Regions from separate parts of the Oryctolagus cuniculus genome. Here region 2 is linked to region 1. A link is a contact called in public Hi-C data. All regions are on one chromosome and are shown on one strand. Each heading gives the region's core, a stretch centred on a gene start, on an enhancer-like site or on the middle of the called end of the contact. The rest is flanking DNA. Distances are from core to core; before and after follow the strand shown. Region 1 overlaps CSMD2 (CUB and Sushi multiple domains 2). Region 2 overlaps CSMD2 (CUB and Sushi multiple domains 2).

What was found. A called contact is a pair of places that touch in the nucleus more often than the background predicts.
Region 2: a Hi-C map of an unstated tissue shows a contact between it and region 1, with 5 times the contacts expected there. The contact joins two enhancer-like sites. A contact is called at or near these places in 2 of 6 Hi-C or Micro-C datasets (psoas muscle and an unstated tissue).

Annotation. Positions count from the first base shown.
Region 1 is chr7:138,722,458-138,729,121 of mOryCun1.1, forward strand. The region is part of intron 5 of CSMD2 (CUB and Sushi multiple domains 2); the gene reads left to right. Among named protein-coding and RNA genes, the nearest start is that of HMGB4, 23 kb to the right of the region's middle. Within about 2 kb of position 2,119, at least 1 of the 8 cell types and tissues checked has an H3K27ac peak or open chromatin away from gene starts, as enhancers often do.
Region 2 is chr7:138,861,523-138,868,495 of mOryCun1.1, forward strand. It overlaps CSMD2 (CUB and Sushi multiple domains 2), which reads left to right. Exons shown (of 65, transcript XM_051832049.2): 9 at 3,803-3,997. Among named protein-coding and RNA genes, the nearest start is that of HMGB4, 120 kb to the left of the region's middle. Within about 2 kb of position 3,104, at least 2 of the 8 cell types and tissues checked have an H3K27ac peak or open chromatin away from gene starts, as enhancers often do.

The DNA of each region.
Region 1 (6,664 bases), core at 869-3,368:
CTTCCAGGTCTCCCACTCAGGTGCAGGGCCCCAAGGACTTGGGCCATCCTCTACTGCTTTCCCAGGCCATAGCAGAGAGCTGGATTGGAAGTAGAGCAGCTGGGTCTCGAACCAGCGCCCATATAGGATACTGGTGCTTCAGGCCAGGGCGTTAACCCGCTGAGCCACAGTGCCAGCCCCCAGAGATCTTTCCTGTAGGTCATTTTTTGCCACAATGTCTTGGCTTTCCATGGACGGGACCAATTCAACCCATACCTGCTTGAACTCAGACTGTTGCCCAGGACCCCTATGCTGGGCCAATCCCTGCCTCTCTCATCCTCAACCCACAAACCCATCCACACAGCCACACCCCCTGCAGGCACTGCCTCCAACTGCTGTGGCTGCCAGCAACACAAGAGGCTACAGCCAGGGGCCTACAGTCAGACATGGGCTCAGAACTCAGCTCCAGGGTTTGCACCAAATAGTTCACCCCTCTGGGTCTCTCTTTCGTTAGGTCTAATATCAGGAATAATTGTTGATATGGGTTAGGGCTGTTGTGAATTTAACATTTTCACCAAGCAGAGATTCTAGCATATAGGGGTCTAGCTTAACGCCATAGCCATTTATTGTAGCTACTGGTTGAAACGGACAGGTATTGTTCCCATTTTTCTGAAGTTCAAAGGTGCTGGGATTGGGATATGGTGGACGGGAGTCCAGCAGCACCTCCTTTCTGCAGAAGTACCTGAGAGAAAAGGACTTGGCACCTGCAGAAGACAGGGGTGGCTAAGAGGAGACTTCCCACAGGGAAGGACCTGCAGGTCCCAGGGGAGGGCTGCTTCTTGGCACTCACTGTCTGCTGCTGGAGCACTTGCCCCCAGCACCAGGTGGTACCCTGGCTCAGGTTTCCCAAAGCACACCTGAGACAAGGGTTCAAGGACAAGCAGTTTGTTGGGAGGTGCAGGTCAGGCCGGTAGAGAAAGGAGGACCTGATAGGGGAGGAGCAGCAGCCGAGGCAGCGTGTGTGGGATCACCCAGGTGCCACAGTGAGGGCCTGGGACAGCATCCCACGTGCAGAACTCAGGTGTCAGAATTATCCCACTCAGGGAGGGAGGGAGCTGGGATATTCACACACAGCAGTTCCTGAAGGCCACTGGATAAGGGCTGCTTCTGGGGTGGGCTGTAGTAATTCCTCAGCCCTTCCAGTCTGCTGCATGCATGGACAAAGTGGCCTGCAACGGGGTTAGATCGCCCTCAGGCACAGAGACGGGGACCCTGGCAGCTGGCAGTCACTGGGCCCACTCGGGAAGATCCAGGGTTCCAAGCATGGCACTAGTAGCACCTGCTACAGGCATGAATCTGAAAGGGCAGCGTGCAGGTGCACTGGCAGGTGTAACACGGGCGCTCAGTAGACATGACCCTGCAAAGCAGCATCTTTGCTTCAGCCCTGGGGAAACGCTGAGACTGGGGCAAATCCAAAGACTCCTGCACAGGGGGGAAGGTGGCTCTGGGAAGCAGGTGCAGAGGACAAGAATCAGTTATTCAGGCTGCCCCAGGACTGTGGTGCCACAGGCCCCTTCCCCATCACCATTGTAAGGCTACAGCCCTGGAGATAGCCCAGGGCAGGAGGAGGAGTGGCCCCCTGCCCTTCCAGCAGGCCGCAGCGGCCAGCAAGCAGCAGGGCTGCTTCAAGGACCAGGACCCCCTGTCCCTGTAGTCCTAGGAAAAGGCCGTGCTGCTTGCTAACTCGGCCACCAGCCATTGAGATTCAGAAAATCAGGGCTGTGGTATGTTTTCTGGATTTAGGTCACACACACACACACACACACACACACCAATTATCCACCGAAATACAAGACAGACTGCTGTCAACATTCACATATTTTTGGAAGGTTGGTGTCTCTGAGCGTTGAGTGCGGTCGTGCTATTTCTCTGAGTCGCAGGCACTGGGGGTGCAGTCAGCAAGAGCCCCTGCAGGGTTGAGCAGGGACGCCCACGGGGGTGCTGTATTTAGACATCCCCACATTCCCTTCATCGCTTTCTGAAGCCGCCCCGAGAAGTTTCAGACCTCGGCCTGGGGAGGAGGAACGGGCTCGGCGATCAGACTCATTCTCTCGAAAGCTGCGTGGGTGCAAGCTCCCCAAGGCGTCACTTCCTCTTCCTCCCTCTTCTCTCGCCCTCTTTGGGAGGCTCCTGGGAAGGGCCAGAGAAACCCATCCAGCTGGGCGACTCACCCCTCACGGTGCCCCTCAAGTGGTGCCCGAGAGCCCAGCGGCACCCGGCCAGTGCTGGCTCCGAGCCACTCGCCCTTGCTTTCTTCCGAGCCCTTTTCATTCTCTGTCTTCATGCCGTCCCCATCCTCAGCCGTCCGGCTCGTACCAGGCAGAGATGTGCCCGGGGTGTTGATCCTGGTGTGAGGATTGGATGGATGGACAGCGTGATGATCCATTCACAGTCATCATAAAGCATCGTCAATTTTTTACACACATGCTATTATGCTGGGAACATCCCATTAATCACTTTTAATGAGTTATCGTGGGCCCTTTCACCAAACCCATTTGCTCTCACTCCCATCCGCACTGGGTCATTCACCTACTACTAATGTATTCTTATCAGTGCTTTGGGCCCACAAATGCCCACCCCCCACTTTCTGCTGCAGAATCACCCAACCAGCCCCAGTGGAGAAGGGAGGAAGAGTGCCTGTTTTACAGAATTGGTTTCCAGCAAAAAAGCAAGCAGAACTTATGAAGAAAAAAGGGCATGCATTTTTTATTTCCATTATAAATGAAAAGCGTGGTCATCAAAGACAATTTAAAAAATAGAGGAAAATGTAGATAAACTCTCACAGGGGAAAGTTCTTATGCATTTCCTTCTGTGTTGTTTTAAAGCATGGCTTTGTTTGGTTTTTAATAAAGAACTTTGTTCGTACAGTATTTATGAATGTGTGTGTATATATAGTGTGTGTGTGTACATACGTATGAATGTGTGTGTGTATATATAGTGTATTGTGTGTATATGTAGACATACATATCTCCATCTATGTTTGTTATTTACAAAAGCAATTCAAGCTCATGGTGAAAAATTCTGAACACACCCAAGAACATGGAGTTAAATGTTAGAGTCTTCTGTGTGTCTGCCCCATCCTAATCGCACTGTCTCCCCAGAGGCACACATCATTAATGAGCTGATAAATAGCCTTGTAGACCTGCATCTCCAGGTGTTCTCACACTCACAGGACAAGAGCTTGAACATAAACATAATATCCTGCAGCTTGTTTTTGGTATCTTATTAGAGATTTTTCTTGTTTGTCAGTGTGTGTGTGTGTGCGTGTGTGTGTGCGTCATCACTTTTTAACACTTGTTTAATATTACATTTTTTCGGCCAGCGCCGTGGCTCACTAGGCTACTCCTCTGCCTGCGGCACCAGCACGCCGGGTTCTAGTCCTGGTTGGGGCGCCGGATTCTGTCCCGGTTGCTCCTCTTCCAGTCCAGCTCTCTGCTGTGGCCTGGGAAGGCAGTGGAGGATGGCCCAGGTCCTGGGGCCCTGCACCTGCATGGGAGACCAGGAGGAAGCACCTGGTTCCTGACTTTGGATCGGCGCAGCGCACTGGCCGGTAGCAGCCACTTGGGGGGTAAACCAACGGAAAAAGGAAGACCTTTCTCTCTGTCTCTCTCTCTCTCTCTCACTGTCTAACTCTGCCTGTCAAAAAAAAAAATTATTTTTTCACTCTTTCAAACAGTGTAAGGTTGACGTCACCGTGGGTCTATCTTTATGCACGCTTGTGCATTCATAGGCTGGCTTCCGTAGGCTTCCTCAAAGTGGGATTTCTGGGTCAGAGTATACATTATTTTTAAATTTAGATCCTGCCAAAGTGTCATGCAAAAAGGCTGCCAATTCAACGCCACCATCAATCTTGTATGAAACCGGATGCTTCCCTATGTCCTTCCTGAGTTAAAGTTCTGTTGGTTTATCCATTGAAATGGGTGAAAAATAGCACCTTGTTCTTTTGATTACCCTTCCTGCAGTTATCAGTGTCGTTGATCATCTCGTGGTGTGTTCGTGATCTCTCTGATGTTGTTCTCTGAATTGCCTATTTTAACTCCTCACCTGTTCTTCTGTTGGGTTATAAGGGTTTTCCTATTGACTTGTGGGAGCTCTTTGTATATTGCAAACATTAATATGTGTGCTGTAAAAAGAATTCTATCAATCAGTGACTTCTTGCTTTGCTTTATTCTCCTTCATAGCCGAAACTTAGACTTCGATGTGATCAAATCGGCTGATCTCATGATTCGATCGCATAAAATGCCTGACTATTGTGTCATAGCTGCAAATACCTCCTCACTTGGAGATGATAAAAATAGTTTTCTCTATTTCTTCTAGAACTCTGAGTTTTATATTTCGCACTTAGCTTTTTAATCTGAGTTATGCTTTTGTACCAAGTTTGAGCTCTAGGTCTAGCTTTATTTTAGCTCCCAATGAATAATGAATTTTCCCCCAAATCTGTCATTTCTGATTTGAAATAGTCCTTTTCTCATAAACTCAAGCTTACGTCGATGCATGGTCTGTGTCTGGACATTGTCCTCTTCTCAATCTGCCTGTTCTATTTCTGTATCAATTGTAGCAACTCAACTTACCCACAGTTTTATACGAATTTTTGTCTTTGAGTGGGAGAAACTTCCCTCATTATTTTCACTTTTAAACCATTTTTTTTTGGTGATTCTAAGTTTGTTTGAAAAGATTTATTTATTTATTTGAAAAGCAGAGTAACAGAGAGAGATGTGGGGAGAGAGGAGAGAGAGATCTTCCATCTGCTAGTTCACTCCCCAAATGCCTGCAACAGCCAGGGCTGGGCCAGGCCAAAGCCAGGAGCCAGGAACTTCATCCACATCTCCCGTGAGGGTGGCAAGAAACCAAGTATTTGGGCGTGATTTGGTGCCTCCCAGGCACACTAGCAGCAAGCTGCATCCCCAGCAGTGACTTACCCTGTTCCAGACTGCCTACCCCAGTATTGTCAATTCTTTTTTTTTTTCTTTTATGATTTACTGATCTATTTGAAAGGCAAAGCCAGAGAGAGACAGAGACAGAACGAGGCAGAGAGAGACACAGAAAGAGAAATCTTCCATCCGCTGGTTCATTCTCCAAGTGGCCACAATGGCCAGGGCTGTATCAGGCCGAAGCCGGGAGCCGGGAGCTTCTTCTGGGTCTCCCATGTAAGTGGCAGGGGCCCAGACATTTGGGCCATCTTCTGGTGCTTTCCCAGGAGCATTGGCAGGGAGCTGGTTTGGAAGTGGAGCAGGCAGCACTTGAACTGGTGCTCATGTGGGATGCTGGTGTCACGGGCAGCAAGTTAACCCGCTGTGTGTTGGCAGTCCTTGTGCACTTAACTTTTCCAGATGAAAATTAGAGGAAGTTCCTCAGAGTTGCTTCCCAAAGAGAGCCCACTGTGACTTTGTCTGCCATTTCTCTGACTTTATAGCTGAATTCTGAGCGCTCGTGTTTCTCCAGCAGTGCTTCTTCCTCTGCAGGCCTGCATTTTTCAGGTCCTGTTTATGGTGTTTAATAGATTGTTAGAGTCTTCATCCTGGGGGCCTGGTAAGTTCCTTGTGAAGTTTATTCGTAGGTATCTTGACAGTTTTGTTTTTTCCCTTGCATTTATGAATAGGGTCATTTTCCCATTGTATTTTCTATTGCTTATTGTTGGTAAATAAGAAACTTGATTTTGGGGGGCTGGTGCTGTGGTGCAGCAGGTTAACGCCCTGGCCTGAAGCACCAGCATCCCATATGGGTGCCAGTTCTAGTCCCGGCTGCTCCTCTTCCAATCCAGCTCTCTACTGTAGCCTGGGAAAGCAGTAGAAGATGGCCCAAGTCTTTGGGCCCCTGCACCCACATGGGAGACCCAGAAGAAGCACCTGGCTCCTGGCTTCATATTGGCACAGCTCCGAACATTGCGGCCAACTGGGGAGTGAACCATCAGATGGAAGACCTTTCTTTCTTTCTCTGTGTAACTCTTTCAAATAAATAAATAAATCTGTAAAAAAAAAAAAGAAACTTGATTTTTGTACATTTCTTTTGTAACCAGACATCTGACTGGATGAACTCTCTCTTTAGCTCTAATAGTTTTAAAGTTGATTATTTTAGATTTTCTGGGGTAGACAATCAGATTAGCTACAAGTAAAATAATTCTCTTTCTTCCTTTCCAATATGTATAGGATTTTTTTTCTTTTCTTTTTTTAAGCTTCTTATAAGGCAAGTGCCTGCAGGGCTGTATTAAAGAGAAGTGGCAGGGGCCAGCATTGTGGCACATTGGGCTAAGCTACTACCTGCGACACCAGCATCCCCTGTCAGAGCACTGGCTTAAGTCGCAGCTGCCCTGCTTCCAGTCCAGCCCCTACTAATGTGCCTTGGAAAGCAGTGGAAGATGGCTCAAGTGCTCGGGCCCCTGCACTCACGTGGGAGGTCCAGAAGAAGCTCCTGGCTCCTGGTTTTGGATTGGCCCAGTTCTGGCCGTTGCAGCAATTTGGGGAGTGAACCAGTAGATTGAAGATCTTTCTCTCTGTCTCTCCCTCTCACTGTCTAACTCTACCTCTCAAATAAATAAAATCTTTAAACAAAAAAGATTTATTTATTTATTTATCTGAAAAGCAGACATACACAGAGAGAGAGAGGGAATCCATCGTCTATCTACTGA
Region 2 (6,973 bases), core at 1,854-4,353, 140 kb after region 1:
GCTGCTCCCTCTTAGCTTTGCCCAGTTCCCCTTCCATACTCAGTTGGGAAACCGAGGCTTGGAGCAGAGTTTCTCCTTGGCTTCAAACCACTGCACACTCCTCTTGGTCACCTCCCATTTCAGTCCTGAGGCCTTCCCTAGAAGCAACTTGAAACTCAGCCATGAGTATTTTCATTTTTGTGTCCCATGGTTACTTTGGGGGTGGAATAGGGGTAGGAGCCTGGAGACTGGAAATAGCAAGCACCCAAAGATATTTAAAAAGTGAGTATCAGGTCTTAAGAAGCTGTACACCTGATGAATTTGACCAATGACAAATAGTCAAGAAAGGCTCAAGCTGGGTATACCTGATCCTTTTCTGAAGGCAGCTTACAAAATACAAGACCCAAGTCAAGCCCTTCCCCGAACACATATGTAGAGCTCACCCCTCTGGTGCTTTTGGACATAACTTGTCTCCCCAAGCCCCACACCCACCTTTGGCATAGCAGCCTTATCCCCCTGGGCCCAGTTGAGCTGTAGACATTAGGTATTACATGGTGGGCCATCTGGGACCCCCAGTTCCAAGGGATCATCCAGGAAAAGGACTTGATCCCTTCAACACCCATCTTCCAGACACCAGAGCTACTGGAAGCAACCAGCCTTCCCTGGGGGTGTCTCTTCCAGAGGATTTCCAGCCTCATCCTCTGTGGGCTGGAGGAAGTAGAGCCCAGTTCTGTCTTTCCTGACCTTTCAGTCTAACATGGACAGTTCTGGCTGTTAGCATGTCTGTGCTCATACGTGTTCTCCCCATGAGACCATGAAAGGATCATGAAAGTTCTAGGAAGGAGCAGGTAGAGACCCCCTGTTTTACCATCTGCTCTGCCCAGCTCAGGGCTTGCGCGTGGTGGAGATGAGTAAGTGCCTTTGAATTGGAGGATCCACAGGTGACTCTGTGCTTTCTCAGCGTGCAGAGAGTGAGAAGAACAGGGGTAGAGACACCCCAGAGAAGCTTCCCCAACGTGGTGAGGGCTGAGAACTCTGCAGGTTTGGAGTCGGTGTGGACCCCAAGGAGGGACTTGGGGCAGAAACAGATAACTGGCAGTCTCCCAGGAAAGTTGAATTCTAACAAGTCCAGTTTTCTAGGAAAGGAACGCATGCCAAGTCCGTGGGAGGAAACAGAAGGCAGCCCAGGCCCAGGCAGCACACTGACCTACGGGTTTCTCTCCAGGATTTCTCCACAATTGTCAACACGATAGGCATATAATCTGTAAATACTCGAAACATGGCACAGGTCAAAGCAGAAATGGTAACTGCCCCCCAAGACCCCCAGCCGGAAATGTTCCTACAGCACAACTACATGTCTTATGTGCTTCTCGGTGCATTCATACTATTGGACAGTGGGATGCATAGCTAGAAATATATTTTAGAATCTGGGCCCCATCCCAGGCCTGCTGAGTCAGTCTCTAAGGGGATGAGGGCCCAGAATCTACATTGTACAGACTTCCCAGATAATTTGGGTGCATTCCATAAAACACGAGTCCAAGGACAAGTGTTGAGAATGAAGGTAGTCTCCCCAGGGGGCATTCATCTCCTCCCTTGTGACTGGGGAGCTCATCTCCCAGCAGCTGTCCCCATAGCTGGTGAGCTCTGACTGCTTTCCCTCTGTTGACTTGAAACCTGTATCGAGGACCAGCGATTCCCTGGCTCTGCTGGAGCTCCTGGGAATAAATCTAATGCTCCTCCATGTGGAGAAGGTGGACAAAGATGAGGTGCTGTTTATGGAGCAGCTACTGCACGCAGGACTGCACTGAGCACTGTGGCATCATCACTGATAGCCTGGTGACAAAAACTCTGTCAGCCAAGATCTGTCCCTTTGTACACACCAGGAAAACGGGGCCTTGAAAAATAAAAAGAAGTGGGCCATATTTAAATCTTTGACATAGAGCTTTTGCTCTCAGACATTGGAAATGGTCTGTCCCCCTGCTTTGTGCACGTGTGCATACATGTTTGCATGCCTGTGTATGCATGGATGTGTGGTGTCTGTGTGTATGTATTCATACATATGTGCATGTGTGTATGTGGACATTCCTGGGTTTGCATGTGGGCTTACACATGCATGTGTGTGTGCATCCATGTATGTGTGCATGGATGTAAGCCTACATGTGTGTGTAATGCCTGGATTGTGTGTACACATATATGTGTTCCTGCCAAGATTGTATGTGAAGGCATGTGTGTGCATGTGTTGAATAAGTATGTGTATGTGTGTTTAGGGATGTGTGTTGGTATGTGTCTGCATGTGTGTTGCCTGAGTGTATGCATGCACTATATGTGGGCCTATATGCATACATGTATATGTATGTACATGGATGTGTGCATGGATATATGGTACATGTGTGCAGGGATGTGTGTATGTGCATACGTGTGTGTGTGTGTGTGTGTGTGTGTGTGACTGATAGGGTTTGGTATAGCAGATGCTTGGATTCTGGGTCCCAGGCACCAGTCTATGTCTCTAAATTTCAGGGCAACTCCATGGTTGTAGTTCCTAATGAAGAAAGCTTGAGAGACTGAAGTCTGGGCTGACCTAGCCTTTGCACTTCCGAAGGAGGGATGTAGGGACTCAGCCACGGCCCAGCGTGGGAGCACCGCAGCCTCTCTCTGTCGGCCCCTGCAGCTCCTCTGCAGTGGGAAAGGCAGCCACGTTTATAAGCAAGATCCAGCAGCCTCCAGCTCCTGTCTCAGAGCATGTGTGTGTGCACGTTTCCTTCCTAGTGGCACGTGCCCATGCCTCCATGGAGCCTGTCTCCCCCAGAAAGGGGGCATCCTTAAAAATGGCAGGAATGCCAACGGGGCCTGGTGCCAGGGACACCAGTGCAGGCACTGCGGCACTGCCGATGGAGGAAGGCTGGGGACGCGCCTGGTGTAGTTGGAGCAGGAGAGGGTGTCTTTCCATGCCGGGATGGGAAGGGGGAGGAGAACTCATACTTAATTGCAGCAAACTCTGGCCATTTTCATTTTCCTACCAACTTTCATTCTATTCCTGTCTCAGAAGCAGCCTGCTAGAGAAGTGTGATCTCCCGTCTGATGGCTCAGGAAACCGAGCCCCCACCAGATTACATAAGCTACCCAGAGCCGTGTAACTGACGGAGGAGAGGCAGAGCGGATGAAAGCCGCAGCGCTCTGCCTCTTTCCTGTCCCCACTCCCTGCGTTATCAGTTTGCCTACAGAGTGAGAGGCAGCCCTGACAAGAGGCAAGGAAATAAAGGCAATGGCTTCAGACAGGGTTAATTCCAGGGCTCCTGCTCTATGGTGCTTAGTACCTGTTAGTGTCACAAGATTCCTAGCCCAGCTCCCCTGCAGCGGGGACGATCCCGTGACTGTCGGAAGTTAGGGAAGCATGGAGTGGATTTGACATTGAGGAGCCAGATCTGCCCCTTCACCACCCTGAGCCTCCACTTCCTCATTTGTCAACTGAGGCAGTAAGAGGCACGTGCTAGAATCATGACACAGTGGGAACGAGCTCACGTGAGAACCCCCTAGCTCACCCGCCTCGCCTGTACATGTCCAGTGGGCAGAAGTTGAGTTAGGTGCTCAGAAAAGCTGGAGATGAGTGGAAGCAGCACCTGCCCTGTGCCCGAGGTGGCCTGTCGGTGGTGACCCTGGGCTCCTGGGTTCCAGGGCGTCTAGCTGTCCCTGCCACATGGCAGGTTCTGGAGGAAGTGGCACAGAGGTGGCATTCCCCATCCTAATGATATTTACTTCCTGGGGGGGGGGGGCCCATCTGCACACCAGCTCTGTCTGATCATGCCTGTGACCCCTACCTCCACAGCCTTCCGACACAACGAGTGCCCCGACCCTGGCGTCCCGGTCAACGGCAAGCGATTTGGGGACAGTCTCCAGCTGGGCAGCTCCATCTCCTTCCTGTGTGACGAAGGCTTCCTAGGGACGCAGGGCTCGGAGACCATCACCTGCGTCCTGAAGGAGGGCAGCGTGGTCTGGAACAGCGCCGTGCTGCGGTGTGAAGGTACCAGGCCTGTGGGCCGGGGCTGGCAGCTGCCTGGGGGGGGGGGGGGTAGGGCGACAGGGACCAAGCAGCCCTCACAGTAGCAATCTGGTTTGTTTTTGCATTCTTTTTCTACTCGCACATCTATGCATTACTTCCTTGAAAACCAGCGAGACAGACAGAGCTCTCATCTGCTGGGTCACTCCCGAAATGCCTGCAACAACCAGGGCTGGGCCAGACCAAAGCCAGGAGAATGGAACTCAGTCCAGGTCTCCCACGTGGGTGACAGGCACCTAAGTGCTGAGCCATTACCTGCTCTCTCCCAGGGTGAGCAGTAGTTGGAAGCTGGATTAGAGAGTGGAATCAAGACTCAAACCCAAGCACTCCGATGTGGGGCACAGGTGTCCCAACCAGCATCTTAACTGCTACACCAAGCACCCACCTCACCTTCTGTACCCATCCTTGCTCTTCTTCCAGGACCCAGGGCCACTGTTTACCTTCAGCCGAGCTAACAGGAGTCTTGGAGGACTGCCTGGCATAGGACTTTGAGTTGCAGCCAGAGATTCAGCTGGAGAATTGCTGACTCTGAATGGTCAGGCATCATAAACACCTATTCTTTGGCCTGGGCTCGCTCTCACTGTCACAGCCCTTAGGGAGCTCCGTTTCCAGCTCCTGCCCCAGGGATCTCTGACAGCGCTGTGAGTTCTCAAGTCTGGCAAGCTGTCTACCACTCTTCCCTTCTCCACACGCTAATCTCCCCCAGTTCCCTGGGGTGGCTCCCAGCCCCCAGCCTTTGTGCCCCTGGTAAATGCTGCCTTGCTATCCTTGCCGTCTGCAATCTTGGGAGGACCCCACTTGCAGCAAGTGCTAGGCTCACTATGGCAGCCCCTAAACCCCTGCCTCCCCAAACAGGGCAGCTTTTGACTCGATTTCAGAGCCCAGTCATCTGTCCCACCAGATGGAGCTTCTTGAGGGCAGGAATCCTGTCAGATTTGCACACCCAGCAAGGGGCCTGGCACAGAATAAGTGTGTATGGACTTGGATGAGCAGTGAGTATCCGCAGGCCCTCGAGGAGGCAGGGACAACGTCCTGGAAGGAGAGAACCTTCTGGGAGCTTCCCCTCCCTGCCTGTGACGGACATGGAGGAAGGAGACCTAGGAGACTTCTCCACATACCAACTCCCCACATCCCAATCTGAGCACACTGGCCACAGGAGGCTGGACAGGAGAGTGCAGAGGGAGGTGTGCCTTAGAGCACCACCCCAAGCCGACAGGTGGATGGAGGAGGGCAGGGGGAGAGGACACACCACCCAGAACACGCTGCATGGAGCAGACTGTCCACACAAGCTCTCGTGTAACTGCAGGCCTGGCGCATCGCTTTCCCTCTGAACCTGTTTCTTTTCTGCTGAGGAAAAGCAGGGACAAATATGAACCATGTTGGTAAAGAGCCGTCCCTGGCATCAAGTTAAACTCACGTGAGGGCGCTTCCAAGAGTTCATGGGACATGGAATGAAGAGATGAGTTTATCTGTGAAAAATGTTTTTGAAAGCCATGCTTGGTTTTTTTATTCCATGCATTTTTTTTTCTTCACCAACTTTTGGGAAATTCTATGAATCTTGGGTGTGTTCTCTTGGACGTGTAGGTTCTGTGAGGTTAGGTGAGCTTTGCGGCCTTGCATTCCACTCGTGGCATGTTGTTTGGGACATGGCAGATGCTGCTTGATGAATAACTGAATGAATGAATGAATGATGCGTGGGTAAAAGCCCTCCAGAGCCCCTACTCTGCTGTCTGCCCTCTGCAACCTACCAGCGGCATCACCCAGGCAGGCAGCTTGGACCCTCTGTGTCCCCTTTGCCCCATCTGTAGTGACCTCCTCACTGCGCAGCTCCTGGAGCAGTGCCCAGCACAGAGGTGCCACCCAGGAACCCAGTAACCATTGGCTGTTAGCCCTGTTCAAACATGGTGGCCACCATTTTGTCATCAGGACTGGTTCCACTTTGTGGGACGAGAGGTTTCCATCCTTCGAGGCCCCTGCCCCATCCCGGACTTGAATGGATGTTTCTTTCTGACATCCAAGGTCCCCACAGTGTGGTCCCCACAGGCCCATCTGCTGCTCCGCCCCAGGGCAGCCAGTACTTGTAGAAGGGACTCACGCTTTGCAGTGGGAGAAACAACGTGAAACTCCCAGCCCTTCCCTGCCGGGTTAGGTAGCTCCCTCAGCCTTGGTTCCCCTCACCAGCACCGTGGAGCTGATCCTGCTCACTTAGTGCAGCTGTTTGTGGGTGCAACATATGACAGTGACCATGGGCCGCACCCACACACAGCCCAGCATGGAGGATGGGCAGGCAGTAGGCATTTGCCCTCCCTTCTAATCCTCTCCAGCACTCTTCAGTCTCCTGTGAGTTCTTTGGTCTTCTTGTGTTGGTCCTGCTTGCCTGAACATCGCCCTGCTGTGTCTTGCTCACCTGATCTCCCCTTCTCCTCATTCCCATTACTCGCCATGGTCCATTGGGCCACTCTCTCAGACACTATCTGCCACTATTCTATTTTTCTTTACCAGTTTCCATGAGACTTGGTCCTATCTCCCCACCAAGATCATAGGCTGTCCCAGGCCAGAAATACAGAACCCCAGGGTCCCTGAACTCACAGGGACCCTGTCCCCAGTGAGGTGACCCTGCTGGAGAAGCTTCGGAAGTTGGTAACTGTGGAATCCTTCTCTGCTGTTTATTCCCCACACTCTGAATCAGGAACTCTGAGAGCCCAGTTCTGCAGGTGCAAGGAGACCCTGGAGACCAAGGGTGGACCGTGAGAGAACTCCACCCTGGTACTGGGTCTTCATACAACTCACTATTGCACAGGCAGAGGCCCTGTGTTGAAATTCAAACCGTCTGTCTTATTGTGTCTATGGATGGGGGAAATGGTGAAGGTTTGGGGACAGTGGGCATCAGAACAAAGCTGCGGCCTGTTGGATGCCCTGAACTTGGTTTCCTCAGAGGGA